Linked DNA regions of Mus musculus: region 1 is linked to region 2. The links are chromatin contacts, called in public Hi-C maps. All regions are on one chromosome and are shown on one strand. Each heading gives the region's core, a stretch centred on a gene start, on an enhancer-like site or on the middle of the called end of the contact. The rest is flanking DNA. Distances are from core to core; before and after follow the strand shown.

Region 1 (7,556 bases), core at 1,488-3,987, 140 kb before region 2:
TGCGTCCTGTTGAGCTGATCTGCCTTCTTGCCTCTGCTCACCACTCCGCTGGCTGTGAAGGCCTCAGAGACACCTGCAAGGTGAGTGTGTTGTCTAGGACCCTGCTTGCTTTTGCCCAGAGTAAGCACTGATGGGATTCAAGTGTCTCTACATATGGGTCTTGCTTTCCCCCAGGTGGTCCAAGTCCACTCTCTATCAGAGTCACCTGGGGTGGGGGCAGTCATAGATAGCATGAGCTGCTAGGTGTCCTGCCAGGGTTTCTGATTCAGCCAGGGTCTAAGGTGATGCTAACCCTGCCTTGAGAAACCAGCACTCTGAGAACAATAGTGCTCAGAGAAGTTGGTTCCTGCTATGCAAATGCCACACCAAGAGCAAATGGCCTATGTTAGAGCCCTCGCTTGGCTCTTGCAACTGGCTTTTCACCAAGGCATGTAGATGTCTCTGTAGAGCCTGGGGCTCTACAAAGGGCTTCAGGAACTCTTCTAGCTCGTCATGGCTGAGGCAGACCTGAGTAAGAGTCATGGATGAGTGAGGCGCTCCTAGGCTTCATCCTGAAGGGGTATTGTACCAGCATGGTGCCTGCTTTGAAATGTGAGCTTTTTGGTAGATGTTCCTTGATGGGCAATGCTTGACTAGCAATGCTGTTTGAGTAGGAGTCCTACTGTGAACTAAGAGAGGCTAAGTTCCATGAAGGCACCCCTGACAAATAAGAATGGGTATTCTTAAAGGAGCCATAACCGGTAGACCTCAGTGACCTAGGCAGGTCCCTTGGCACCTGGATCTGCCCATTACTGAAACCCTCACTGTCGATTTTCAGCAGGCTGTTAGTTTAGGCAGCTTTACAGCCAGACCTGGGCTGCTGCATCTTAGTTCTCCTGAGCTTTGGGGCCAGATGCACTCTTGTTAGGGGCTATTCTGTATACAGAATAGCAACATCCTTGGTTCCTATCAACCAACGCTTGTGTATCTACACACACACACACACACACACACACACTCACACACACACATCCCAAATCACAGCAGCCAAAACTATCTCTAGACGTTAGCCAGTTTCCCAGAAACTGCACATTGCCCTGATAAGAACTCTGAGCTAGGTGACATACTGGTGAGGGATCACAGGTCCCATCTCTGTATCTCTAAGACCTGACTCAGGCACTGAGCATGCAACAGACCTGCACTTTCTGCTCATTAGGACTCTTGGCCCTCAAACTGATCCCATGAAGAAGACCCACAGTCAAGAGGTCAAAGCGGAAGCAGAACAGATGTGGCCAGATGCCCGGGATCTCTGGGCTAAGTAGCATGGAGGCTCTGATCCACTGGTCAAGCTAAGGCCAGGGTGACATTTCTGTCCTGCAGGCTTCTGTGGCATAAGAGACAGCAGCTGGGCTTGTGGCTATGGGAAGCACTGAGTTATCTGTGTGCACCCCAGCCTCTTTACTGAGTCTTCAAACTGTCCACGCTGCACCCACCGAGGAGCCTGGCTTTTTAAAGATACTTGAACGTGTTCGGCATTAAGGCCAGGCAGTCATTGTTTACAGCAGGAACTCACGAGATCTCAGCCCTTCTGGGAAGGATATAAAAGGCTGACTTGAACATTATAAAAGTTTAGGGAGGGAAGGAATGCTAATGATCACACAAAAATAGAATGCAAAGGAAGCTAGGGCCAAGAAGCTGCAGAGAGCAACAGAACCCAAGTCCCGGACCAATGGAGGAACCAGAGTGAGGGAAGACGGGAGCTTGCTTTCCTGACTTCATCCGAGTTCTGATGAGTGTGAGATAAATCCCATTTGGAGTGGTACCAACATGACTGCATTAAGTTTTGCCATGGCTTTTCTGGCATTTCTGGCACACTTGGACCTAGGTCACCCCATTGAAAACTTACATCTGCCGAACACTTACATTTGCCGAAGTCTTGCTTTTCTAAAACACTGTGGAAAAGCAGGCAAGGCCCAGGCAGAGGGGAGAGGTGCCCCACACAGAACTGTATGGGGCTGGAAGTGAGGTTGGTTCTGCCCAGAAATGATTCCGGGTTGCATCCAATCTTACAACCTTACTTGTGGTCACCCTTTGCCTAAAGAGTAAAGGGCAAGGCAGCTCACCCCCATCCTCCTTGCAGGACTGGGCATCGGTGTAGCATCTCCCCACACTGCTGGGACTTCACTGAGCCCAGAAATCTCCATCATCTCCCTCTAGGGAGGCGCTTAACCTCTTATCTGCATTCTTCAGTGTTCCAGAAACACCCTGAACTTGGCGGGTGGAGCAGGGAGAAAGAAGAAGAAAAACAAAACAAAACAAAAGAAAAAAAAAACAAACCAAACACCGAGGCTTCCAACCTGACTCTTGGAATTGGCTGAGTGAGCTGCTCTCTTTACCAAAGTGGCCCAGGCCAGGGCTGAGGTGTGAGGGAGGCAGGCCCACTGGTTTTGGCCGTAGTGCTCTCCAGTGCAGTCCCTGGCAGCTTATGTTACTTTCCCCTTTGTCGTGACAGAATATCTGATAGAAGAACTTGACAGAAGAAGGATTTATTTTTGGCTCGTACCCTTAGTTCATCACGACAGGAAAGACTTGGTGGCGTGCAGGGTGGTAGGCGTGCCTAGCAAGGTTCCCTTGCATTCTGATGGCAGAAAAAGCAGTTAGGCTAGGATACCAAGGGACCATAGTGTAACTTCAACTACAAAGGATCCACCCCATATGACCCACATCTGCTAGCCAGGCCCTCCCTGTCTCCCAAAGCTTCAATAACGTCCTGAAACAGCGCCACTGGCTGGAGACCAAATGTTCAAATGCAGGCTCATGTGTTCAAAGAGCATTTCACATCCACGCCATAACAGTCCTTGCGGTCAAGGGCTCCTGGATCCACACCTCAAGGCTGAGCCCTGTGTCCAAATGTAACTCCTCCTGCTACAAGGTCCTAAGTCACGCCCTGATGGCAGCCTCCTCCAGTGCCTTCCAGCCTGTTTGTCTGCCTTCAGTGAGAGAAGAAAAGACATGAGGGAGGGATGGAGAAGATGAACAGATCTTTCAGGGCAGAGCTTGGCACACCCCCATTTCTTCCCTCACACCCCAAGTACTGCCTATGTAACTCTGTGCCCATCCTGTCTGCAGTGTTCCCCACCACCTAGTTGGTATATTTTCCCAACAAACATAGTATGATAAGGAAACAGTAGCCAAATGAGAGACCATATCCATTTCTGAGAGCTAAAAGCTGCAAAAGCCTACATGCATAGCCCTTTAATAATAGTACTTCAAAATGCACAAAGCAAAGAAGATAAAATCAGTTTAAAAAAAAAAAAGAAAGAAAGAAATCCATTGTTGGCCTCTTCAATACCATTCTGTCAGTAACAGTGGGAAAAAAGGACAGAAAATCTTCTGATGACATTAAAGTCATGTCAGCTCACTTAACATGACTGATATTTATACCATGTTTAAGTGCACGGGAGATTCACTAAATAAAATGTATACTAATGCTGTCAAATAGGTCTCAATATATTTAAAGGCATTGGAATTCTAGGTAAGGTGTCTTCCAACCAAAATGAAAGTCAGCCACACACTAATAATGTCATTCCCCCCCCCCAAATATTTGAAAATCAAAGGAAAATGAATATAAATAACTTTTGGATCAAAGGGGGGAAAATGACACAGGAAATGACAAAAATGCTTGTAGCTGCCTGATTGATGAAACCCTTGTGACAGGGAGTGTTGGGGGGCAGGGGAATTTAAGCATTCGATTCTTTAAAAAGAGTGGCTAGCTAAACTCGATGATCGCAGCTTCTGCCCAGAACTCACTGCGTTCTATCCCATCTCTAGGGCAGAAGTGTCTTACATTGCTCACAGTGCCGCAGGGCTCAGACTGTGGCCACTCAGCCCGTGTGCTTGGGCAGAACAACACTACGGTGGGGATGTGTTACAGAGGCTGGGGCTCACTCCATGGCAACCAGAAAACAGAGAGCAAGACAGGAAGGAGTCATGGATACTATGTCCCCTCTGAAGAGTTCATCAGGCAGTCTGCTAGGTGACTGATCACTCTCAAGTCCCAAATGACTACATATGTAAGGTTTGGAGCCTAAATCAATCGGACGCGGGATTTGAAAAGGGGGCGGGGCTAGTAGAATCCTGGCCCTTAAGAAAAGGAGGGCTGTGATTTCTTATAGTTAGGAATTTAAAAACCACTGTTTTGCACCAATGCAACATGCCACTCATCTCTGCCTCTTCTCTATGCTGGTACATTAAAAACGTCCTCATTTCCACCAGCCTCTTGGATGTGTCGTTATCTCACCCAAGGGCTCATTCACTGTAAAGCACTTCCTTCAGTTAGGTCCCACCTCTACTAAGACCACTTCTCAATGACACCAGCATTGTGACTCCATCAAGGGATTAATCCATTGATCACTCAGAGGTACCCTCCCCCAGACACCCCCACCCTCCCTACCCCTGATCTAGTTGAGCCTGGGGATGGATGACCTCACTGGCTCTCACAAGGGGTGAACTCCATTACTCTGCCCCCACCTCCACCACAGGTACCTCTTTCTTAGTCCAACTGCAGAGACAATTCAAAATCAAATGTAGCACCCTGCACCGTTCACACAGAACAGCAGTAGGAGATGTGCGGACGAACTGTCTTTCAGAAGAGACATGTGTCAGCCTTTTGCAGATTGCCCACAGATACTCAACTAAGATGCATTGGCCCTCTGAGCATGGAAATCTCAGCCAACCCAGGAAAAAGTTTGAAAAGAGCGTCTGACAATGACAGCCATAGGGCAGCCTTGGCTGTACAGCTGGGTGGGAACCTCTTACAGGTCACCCTCACAGGTACCATGGCCTGCATGGCTTTGGTTACTGAAGCAGTGGTAAGAGAATGAAGAAAGGGCAGACATATGGGAAAGCTGGGGTTGAGTGAGCCACGCCTACTCTGATGGAGTGGCATCAACTACGGGACGGTCCAGGACCCTGGCGTGTTTATTATGTACAGCACGGGGGAGCACTTTCTTGTCTTGCTAAGAGGTGGGTGTCTGTAGGTGCAGTCTCAGGCTGTAGACACCTGGAAGGAGGAAGCTGTCATTGCTAGTTTCTGTACACACTGATCAATCATTCACAAGCACTCACTGTCACACACTGTCACACACACTGTCAGCATTTAGAGGAAGACTTTGCCTCCACCCCTCTGAGCTTGACCTGGGGAAGGCTTGGCACTCCCGTTAGTCAACGGCATCAGACAGTCAGTAAGTTTAGAAATTTTTTTGATCTTTTAGGTACTTGTTAACAGGGATAAAAAACCCTGACTAGCAAACTTACATAACACATATACATATTCACACACATGCAGATATACACATGTATGCACAATCACATGCAGACATACACACAAGCATGCACACACTCATACATGTATATACACATCTACATATGCACATATGTACACATAGACACTTATGTGTGTGTTCACATGCATGAATACACACCCACACCCACACAATGTTTAGGGCATACAAAATAAGCAGGGTATAATCATATATGTGTGTGTATGTGTATATGCTAAGATGAAACCTGTTATTTTGTACACTAAATAGTTAATAGAAAGAAATGCATGTACTCAGATCAATTTGTAATTCATCTATCACATTAGCAGCAAGAGCCTTTCAGAAAATTTAAGGGTGTTGGGAAAAAATATTTATACATGTGCTGTGGGGAAAGCATATGTGAATTTAATAAATATACAGCATTTATCACAGAAAGATCAAGAACCTTTTTATTGGGCCATTGAAATAGAAACCACTGAGTTTACCCTAAGCTGATCATATCTCCAAGAGTAGAAGCAGCATGGGCCAGCGAGAGGGCTTAGTAGGTAAAGGAGTTTGCAGCTAAGCCTGACAACCTGAGCTCAATCAGTCTCCAAGCCCATATAACAAGAAGATAGCTGACTCCCACAAGCTGTCCTCCATACCCATGGCATAGCATGAGCATCCGCTGCTCCACATACACAGCCAGACACACAATAAGTAAATAAATACAAATTAAATATTTTTAAGAGAATAGACGAGTTTCAAATCAAACAAGTTCAGAAATTTTTACAAATAATTTTTGAACTGAAATGAAGTTTTCAGCCCTCTCTTCCCCATTGCTCTTGTCCTTCAGGAGTCTGACCAAATTGCTGCAAAATGATACATCTCTGGCCCTGTGTAGATGGAACATCACCCCTTTCTAGCTCCCACCTCCTGCCTGCCCAGGGTCTTCTCCTCCCCATCGGGGTCTTCATGAGCCACTGTCCTCTACCCCAAGTTCCTTTCCCTGACATCATCTTGAGGGTCCAGGAGACAGACTCTCTGGTAGGCAGACAGATAGGGAGAGATGCCATGAGGAGGTAATAAAGATGGTGAGCTTCCAATATGGTTGGCTTCTTCCTCAACCTCCTGACCTGAGGCAGAAGCCTGGCAGCTTGAAAGAAAAGCCATGTGGGCTTTTGTTTCTTGTTCATGGGCACCCTGTTGATGCGCTGTCTCCACAAGTTCAAGGTCAGATGAGGATACAACCATTGTAGTCCAATTAGCCATCCTATTTTTCTTAAAACTGACCAACCCTAAAGAATGGGGAGATGACCCTTCAATGACTTTAACCCTGCTCCCACCTTCACCCCCATGAACTTCTGCTCCCTCCCAGCCCCTATGCTCCTTCTTAAGCCAACTTCTAGAGTTCCCCCTCTGCTTCTCTCCTCTCTGTGTCTCTCTGTCTCTGTCTCTCCCTCTCTCTCCCTCCCTCCCTCCTTCCCTCCCCCTCTCTCTATCTCCCTCTTTCCCTCCCTCTCTCCTTCTCTCTCTCTAGCTCACTCTTGATTGCTGTCTTACACCCTCTCCCTCTGTGCCTGTGCCCGTGCCTGTGCCCGTGCCCGTGCGTGTTTCCTCACTCCTAATAAAAAGTCTCTCTTCCCAGCTGACTGATTCTGGCTGCTGTGTGACTCTCCCAGCTACCACCTGTTCTCCTGCCTTTTAATTCTTTAGCTTGTGAAGAAAACGAACTAATCAGGACCCCTAGATGGTAACAATCTGTGTCTACACTGAGACTCACGGAGATTGGATCTGCTTCCTTCATGCCTTCCTCACTGAGGCCTGTTCTGTGTAGGACTCGAAATGCTTGGAGAACTCAGCCAGTGTGGGAGGAAGCTGAGTGGCCTTGATCCTTCCAATGATTTGTTGTTGTTTTTTTTTATTTTGTGTATTATTTTTGTGATTTTAGCAGGAGGACGGATTGCTGAAGAGCCAGATGACCTGTGCTTTGACTTACCCCAGGCTTTTCATTTCCTTAAAGCCAGCGTCCTTCTCTCTAGCAGCCCAGCACGACACCTGTGGCTTGACTGCCGGTCCCCTCAAGGCTCTCTGTGCTCTCCTGACACCTTCACATCTCCTGGTTCTGCCTCCCAGGTAAGAGGCGCAATTCCAGGGACCACCGTCTACCATTCTCCCTGACACTAACATAAAGCTTCTCCTGGCCATGTTCTTCTTGGGTCTGTAAGCTTGTGTAATACCACAGAATCAGGAAAAGCATCAGGAGATGGGGAACAG
Region 2 (7,889 bases), core at 5,315-7,814:
GGCATACCTTCCCACCTGTCATCTGTACCAAGTCACAGAGTGGGCCTGGGCACCGTATCTGTATGCCATTTAATAGGAATTTCAAATACCATAACAGTAAAAACACATGAAACACTTCCTGTTTGTTAAAGGCAGACCCATGTACATTTCGACTTTTCACTAAACAACCTGGAGTCACCTGGGTGTCAACACCCAACTCCCCAACCCCAACCTCCCTCATTCCCCACCACCTCCACCCCAACCTCTCATCACCCCCCCAACCTCCCACCCCACCAACAGCAGAGCCTACTGGTGTGGGCCTGTAGTCTCACCTAGAAGGTAAAACAGTGAGATTGGGAGTTCAAGACCTGCCTGGGATACACAGCAAGTTCAAGGCCAGTCTGAGCAAGTTAGGGAAATATTATCTCAACAAGTACAAAAGAGAGCTCAGTTCCAAGCATTTGCTGAGCGAGCAACCAGGTCCTAGACTCAGTCCCAGAATATTTTTTTTAATGCACCTCTGTTGGGGACAGAGACAGAGCATCAAGAGCCAGAAAAGGAGATGCTACACCAGCACATGAGCACTCGGGGGAAGGATAGCTGAGAACCAGGCCAGTGTGGCCCTAAGGGCTATGTGCACAAGAGACTCTGCAGATGAGGTCTACATTGTTCCTGTGGAGCACCCAGACATCTGGGGAGGACTACTGTGACTCTAGGGGGAAATGGTGACCACCTTAGAACATATTTGTATGATTTACATGATAGGACGCTTCAGGAAAATATATAGAATTTTAAGGGGTTCTCAGAATATATAGCTGGGTTCATATTCATGTATACGTGTGTGTGTGTGTTTCTTGTATGTATCAAATTTTCAATACTGAAAAGACAAGGCAACAGCTACCAAGGAAATCAATCCCTCCCTGCATAAGAAGGACAGAATGCACGCAGACTGCATAGATTCGCTCGAATTCCCAAGGATGAGTGAGACTGGCTGTTTTAGCATGCTAGGTGGGCATCTCAGTGGACAGCAGAACCGAGTGCTCATGTTGTATTCCAGTAAATGAGCTGCCTGTGTTTCTCCAAGCCATAATAGATTCCAGCCACTGGTGTGATGTATGAAAAGACAGCTGTATGGAAGGCACATCCCCGGGACACAGGGCCCTCTCCAAGAAGGTACAATCTCATGACTCTTCCCTGTGTGCCCCTCCCTTGGTCCTTCTCTGAACCAGGAGAGACAGAGTACTGTCTCTCGTCTTCTGGGCATTCACTGGACTGAAGCAGGACAGGTATAGACGCTTCGTGTGGCATGACAGGTGACAGGCACCAAGTCCTGCATCCTGGCTCTGCCAATCAAATGACTACAAACCCATGGAAGAGTGTCTTTACCTTTCTGTGTCTCCATTCTCTCACCCCACAGAGGCACAGACATGAATACCTGCCAGGGACCAACCTACACACAGCAGAACTCCAGATACAATCTGTTACTTCCTGTATACCTGTGCACACACATGTATGCAAAGACACACAGGTGTTCTGGCTGGTTTTATATTAACTTGACACAAACTAGAGAGGAGGGAGCCTCAGTTGAGGAAAGTATTTTCATCAGATCACACTGTAGGAGGGCAAACCTGTAGGGCATTATTAGTGATTGATGTGAGAGCCCTGCCCATTGTGGGTGGTGCCATCCCTGGACAGGTTGGTCTTGGGTTCTATAAGAAAGCAGACTGAGCAAGCCATGAGAAGCCGGCCAGTAAGCAGCACCCCTCTGTGGCCTCTGTATCAGGTCCTGCCCTGACTTCCTTCAGTGATGGACTGTTGCCTGAAAACATAAGATACCTAAGATGAGATTAAACCCTTTCTTCCTGAAGGTGCTTTGGTCACAGCAGTAGAAACCCTAAGGCAGCAGGTGTGCACACAGGCACACTCACATGCACAGACACACTACCTCCCAGAAAGCGCGGGTCACACTTACACCACGTCCATAGTTCCTTACAAAGCACAGACTGGATGCCTGCACACTGTGACCATGGATGCTCATTAGATACATGCATGGATCTCTTTTCACACATTTGCTTTGCTCACTAGGTGGTCCTTGTCCCACTCCTGACAAGGTCACCCTGGCTGCCTCTAAAACTCAAATCAGGCGCTTTCCTTCCCTCCCCTCTTGCTTTCTTCCTTCCTTCCTTCCTTCCTTCCTTCCTTCCTTCCTTTCTCTCTCTTTTTTTTTCATTGTAACCCAGGCTGACCTCAGATCGCGTAGTTGAGACCAACCTCCTCTTCCTGGGTTCCTGAATTATAAAACCACATCCAGTGTATGGAGCTCTGGGGATGGAAGCTAGGGCTTTGTGAGTTCAGGGTAAGCAGTCTACCAACTGAGATGTAGCATGAACACTGCTTTCGTTCATTTCCACTGTTCTGACTCACAGGCAGCCTGTGGCCAGAAGCCTCAATGATGGATCCATACATATCACAGCTCAAGCTTGGAAGGGTGGTGTAAACAGGGCAGAAACGCACTCCCTCAGCGCCCCATTTATATGGTGTTGTGCACAGTGTCCCCCATCTTCCTGGTCAGTAAGCAAAGCAAAGCAGCAACAGAAAGAGTTGGCTTGAACCTGGGGAGATGTGGGCAACATGCTTGCCTCCCAGCACAAGGACCAGAATCTGATGGCCCAGTATCCGAGTAAAAGCACTAGAAATGCCTGGTGGGTGTGGTGGTGGTGCCGTAATCCTAGCACTAGGAAACAGACATGAGCATCCCTAGGGCTTGCTGGCCAGGCAGCCTACCTGGCCAGTTCCAGGCTAATGAAAGGATCCTGTCACTAAAGAAAAGAAAAGATGAATGAATGAATGAATGAATGAACTGACCTACACACACATACACACACACACACACATGCACACAAAACCATGCACCTGCACACACATGGGAAGCACAAAGAAACAAAAAAGTAAGATTAATAGCAAGGTGTTCTAACTTTCTTTGCTCTGACTGAGACACCGATAGATACTCATGTCTGTTACCCACAATCAGACTCAAGGCACTTCACCCACCATCAGCATCCTCTAAACTCCTGGCCAGAACCAGCCTGGAATAAAAATCGCTTAAAGGACCCTGACAGCATCCACTTGGCAGGCAGCTTTGCTGTCACAGAGCCCTTTGTGTTCTACTCATAGTTAGACTCCAGGGAGAGAAAATGCATTTGCCAAAAGGGTTGTTATCACCTTCAATGTGATTCATGGGAAGGCTCCCCTCCTGGGAAGGTTGTTTTATTAGGACTTCTCAACTCCAGCTCCTTCTTACCCATTGTGGGCTGGGCTACATTCCTGCAGTCCTGGACTGTTCATAAAACACAAACAGCCCATTCAACAGGTCTGGCCTCAGGAGGATGCACAGCTCTCACCTTTGCAGGCTGCCTCGGACTCTTGCCCCAGGTGAGCTGCCAGGAGCCTGTGGGGAGCTTGGGCTAGGGGGACCCTCTTCATCCAGGTCATGGGCATTATCTTCTACAGGACTTGGGAAGGAAGATGTGACCACTCCCATTCCCAGTACTAGGACTTTACAAGGCCCATGGGATGAAGACATTGGGCTGGACCAGTGATCGGATCCTCCATCTGCCACACCCTGTCCCACCCACGCCAACTCTATCAGGGGCTGGATGCTCAGCTCCTGCTCGAACCCTTCGAGGCTAGTAAGCAAGTCGGACTTTGCCAGAGAAAGAGTGTGCACAAAGAACACAGAATACATTGTAGTTCTTTCCTTGTTGCAGAGACAGAGACTACAAGGGAAACAGAAGGGGGGATGGTGTGTTTGGGCTCACTGTTTGAAGGTATAATCCATCACAACAGAGAAGACCCAGACACAGGAGTGGGAGGCAGCCAATCAGGTTGCACCCACAGTCATGGGGCAGAGAGGGAATAATTCTGGTAGTGAGATAAGATTCAGATAAAACAGGAAGTATGTGATCTGCTGTCCATGCGTGATAAGTAAGTCTACTGAGGGTATCCACGGGCCCAAAATGTATCATCACTTTTTAGAGACAAATGCCACTAGGTATCCTTGTGACAAGAGTCTTTCTTTTCACATACTAGGACCCACCCCTCCTGTTACACAGAAGAAGCCTGGATAGGTTGGCACCACCTGTGTCCACTTCTCCCTCTGAGTAGCCAGGCTCCTCATACACCAGGCTGGACTGGAGGGAGGGAAGCTTAATGGGGCTCGGGTGAGTGAAGAACACATCTGGGAGCAGGCTTTGGAGAACCCGTTCCTTTATGGGGGGTGGGGAGAAAGGGGTATTTATATCCCTGGGGAGGTGGACAGGGTCTCTGGGACAGGGTTTGTGTGGCAGACATGTTGGAAGATGAGACATCTACATACTCGGGGCGGTAAGGTCTGGGGGAATCAAACAATGAGGGAAGCCTTATAACAGTCAGGGTAATAAAGTCCTGCTAGGGATGAAGGTTCTAGGGATGACAGTTGGCTTTATAGCATCAGGTTGGGAGGAGGTAGGTAGCAAATTCCTGCCGTCCTCATGTTTGAGGTATCTGGGGTTGAAGCTCCATGGACCCTTCGGTGACCCTGGGCCATTACAATCCCAGAAGTTTGGATTGGGGATTAGCTGACATTACAGGATCCCATGATTTACAGAACAGAGGGAGCCATCACGAGAACACAGGAGCCCACTTACGAGGATTCAGGAACCCAACACCAAAGGTACAGGTACTGAAGAACTGAACATGGGGACCAAGAAAGAGGGAACACAGAGACCCAGGACAGAACACAGAAATCAGTAAACCTTGAAATGTAAAGATGTTCCTGGAAACCCTTTCCCCACAGTTAGATTGTAAAGCCAGGAAAAGCTGAGCCCTCTTTGTGGGGAAGCATTTCCTCTGGCTTCTCCCTTTGTCACCTACAGAGTACTCAGTGCCACCCACCTCTTAGCCAATGATTGGTCTCACCCGATGGGCTGTAATCTCATTCTGTCCACTCTACAGATATAGACTGTCACTGCTCAGATCTTGGTCTGCAGGGGGCCCCATTAGCAGATAGGCCTGGAGGGAGCTATTTTTGTTTCTATCCTTGTGTTTAGCCTCTTGTAATTCCTTGAATTTGCTTTATTGTTGTTGTTGTTGTGGTGGTGGTGGTGGTTTTACTTACATAGAATGATACACAAAGACCAACTTCCAAGAGGTGTACATGATGCCTAGAATATATCCAAAGAGCTTCTCTTTTCCTGGGTGGACCTCAGTGGTAGGCCAGAGCCTGTGGTTCACCCAGCAAATAGGGTGGGCAGGCACAAAGGAGGGCTCTAGCTCCACTCAGAGGTCCGCAAGCCAGGCAAGCTCATCCCTGACACAGAATAAAGATCCATCCGGGATAGGCTTGGAGTGGCCCTCGGGGCAGCAGATCTGCCATGAAAAATGGCTCTACCCCACAGACCTCTGGTATGAAGTCCCCACAAAACCATGGGACTCCTTAGGGCCTCTAGTAAATGGCATACACAGACCCATCAGACCATTTATGTATGGTCAGGGTAGGTGACTGGAAACAGAAGATGAAGCAGAAGAGGGCTCAACATCCCTGAGATCAGACATGGCTTCAGAGCAGGAATGATCAGGGAGGGGCCCACAGCATCCAAGAAGCCTGGGTAGGAATGGTAGTAGGAGGGTCAAGCTATGGAGGCTAGGGTGCCAGGCAGGCAAGTGTCCTGAGGCTGGGCCTCCCCTCTTCAAGGTAGTAGAAGTATTCAAGGTACTAGCGAGCATCCATGTAGGAGCAGAACACAAGAGCTGGACCACTCTGAACCACTTCCTTTCTGTCCCAAAGTCTCCCCAAGTGTATGGGTTGAAGACATTTAGAGAATTCTACTCTCTCCCAACAGTATGAACCAGGATGTGAAGCGGGGGAAGGGCCTCCTTGCAACCAACAGTTGTCCTCAAAGCAGTTCTCATCTCTTCTGTCCTCTATCCACAGCCCCTGCTGGCCCCACAGCGACACTGGCTCTGTGGAATCAGAACAATCCAGGGCCCCAGCTTTTAGAATTCTCAGGGCTGGATCAGGCCTTGGCGGGGGGGATAAGGGGGAAATCAGCCCTGCAGTAGAAGGATTCCTTATGTCTAAGTCCTTGGTGAGTTTTTATTGAGAGGAGGCCCACAGACTCCCTCTGGGGAACAGGCCCTACAGGAAGGGAGGCCATGAAAATAGCTGCTGACTGCCATGGTGAGCCGACCTTGCAGGGTGCAGGAGGACCCACAGTCCAGGTCACTCCAGCCCAGCTCCGGGCCTTTCTGAGTGGGGCGGGGAGGGAGGCTTGGGAGGGGAGGAAGTTTGTCAGAATGATGATGGCCAGAGCGCAATATCCACTCAGACTGTGATCAAAGGGCGGCCTCTCCCACTTTTGAACAATTCTAAACACTTTGTAAGAATGTGAACCCCACCCCCAGCCTCAGCCATGTAGGCCAAAGGTGAGGCTAATGAGAGGCAACTTTTGGAAAGTCTTTTGTGGGATGTGGGGCATCATGGGAAGGAGGCCCTGGCCCACTGAGCAGTGTTTAGGAACCTGTGCCAGCTAAAAGCTGACTCAGACCTTATCCAGGATGATATCACTAAACGTGAGCCACAAACCACAGGCCTTTATACAGGCCACCATCTGTCCACCCTCCCTCAAGTCCAACTTTCTATGTTGTTCTGGAAAAATCCTAGTATCCAAAGGTCACCTCTATTATGAGGATTAGGCGTCCCTTGAGGTCCACAGGCCCCAGAACATTAGAATCCAAGAGAGTCAGAGTCCATCCGGTGTGTGACTGAGCATCCCTACTCTGCAGAGCAAACAACAAACCCCAGCAAGACACTTCCATTGTCTGTCCAGAAGGACAGGACACACTGCCTCCCCTACCAGCTCCAACAGCATCTGTACAATCAAACCAGCTTCATGCAGCTGCTACCCGACTCACTGGAGATACAAAAAAAAAAAAAAAAAAAGAAAAAAAATGTGTCTGTGTCTCAGCTCCAGACCAACCCCCACCATCTCCTTGCTCTCCTCAGGGCAGCAGGCTGATTTAAGTCCCACTCAGCCCTAAGATAGCATCATCTACCATGCTCATGGGTAACCCAGGTTAGCACCAGCACAGCCACTGGAAGACACTGTCAACACACCATAAGAACCTACCGAGTCCTTCAGCAATGGGCACTCCTGCATGGAAAGGGAGGTGTAGGAGACCAGGCTCCATCCCCAGTCCCCATACCCAAGATTCTAGCAATGAAAACAACGTTCGGGAATATACACATAGGTTTGGGTATGCTTGTGTAAGGAGTTGGACAAATGAGAGTGTGGTGTAGGGTGTGTGTATGTGGGTTATACAAGATGTGTGATATATGTAATGTGATATAGAATGAATGTGTGTGTCATATAGGGTATGTAGTACACATACAGTATGTGTGGAATGGTATGTGTGTGGTATATATGGCATGTGAAATTGGTGTGTGTGGTATGAGTAAGTCAGTATGTTATATGGTATATGTAATATGGGTGAATATATATGCTACATGATGTTTATATTCACTGGTGTGTGGTATATGATATATGTGATATATGGTATGAGAATATGGTAATTTCAGAAGCAAATGTGATATATGTTGGGGAATGGGGGTTGTGGGGTTGTTTATGCTATTTATGGTATATAAGTGAGGAGTGATCATTATATGTAGCTGTAGGATATTCAGAGCATATAGTATGTGGTGTGTGGGCTATGTTTTGTATTTAGTACATATGGTATATATTGTTATAGTAAATGTTATGTGTGATGTAGGAGTGAGTAACCTTGGTGGGTATAGTGTGGTATAGTAATTGTGATAAATCCCACATGTGTATGTACAGTGTGTGTGTGTGTATGTGTGTGTGTGTGAGAGAGAG

The links. A called contact is a pair of places that touch in the nucleus more often than the background predicts.
Region 1: a Hi-C map of uterus shows a contact between it and region 2, with 5 times the contacts expected there. The contact joins two enhancer-like sites. A contact is called at or near these places in 1 of 15 datasets of contacts at CTCF or cohesin (the NIH/3T3 cell line), 5 of 484 Hi-C or Micro-C datasets (the G1E-ER4 cell line, embryonic fibroblasts, nephron progenitors and 1 more) and 1 of 115 datasets of contacts at active chromatin or transcription factors (double positive thymocytes).

Annotation. Positions count from the first base shown.
Region 1 is chr1:91,709,687-91,717,242 of GRCm38.p6, reverse strand. No RefSeq gene overlaps it. Among named protein-coding and RNA genes, the nearest start is that of Twist2, 88 kb to the left of the region's middle. Within about 2 kb of position 2,737, at least 13 of the 459 cell types and tissues checked have an H3K27ac peak or open chromatin away from gene starts, as enhancers often do. A contact at or near this core is called in uterus, where this site is marked.
Region 2 is chr1:91,576,731-91,584,619 of GRCm38.p6, reverse strand. No RefSeq gene overlaps it. Among named protein-coding and RNA genes, the nearest start is that of Gm28380, 31 kb to the left of the region's middle. Within about 2 kb of position 6,564, at least 25 of the 459 cell types and tissues checked have an H3K27ac peak or open chromatin away from gene starts, as enhancers often do. A contact at or near this core is called in uterus, where this site is marked.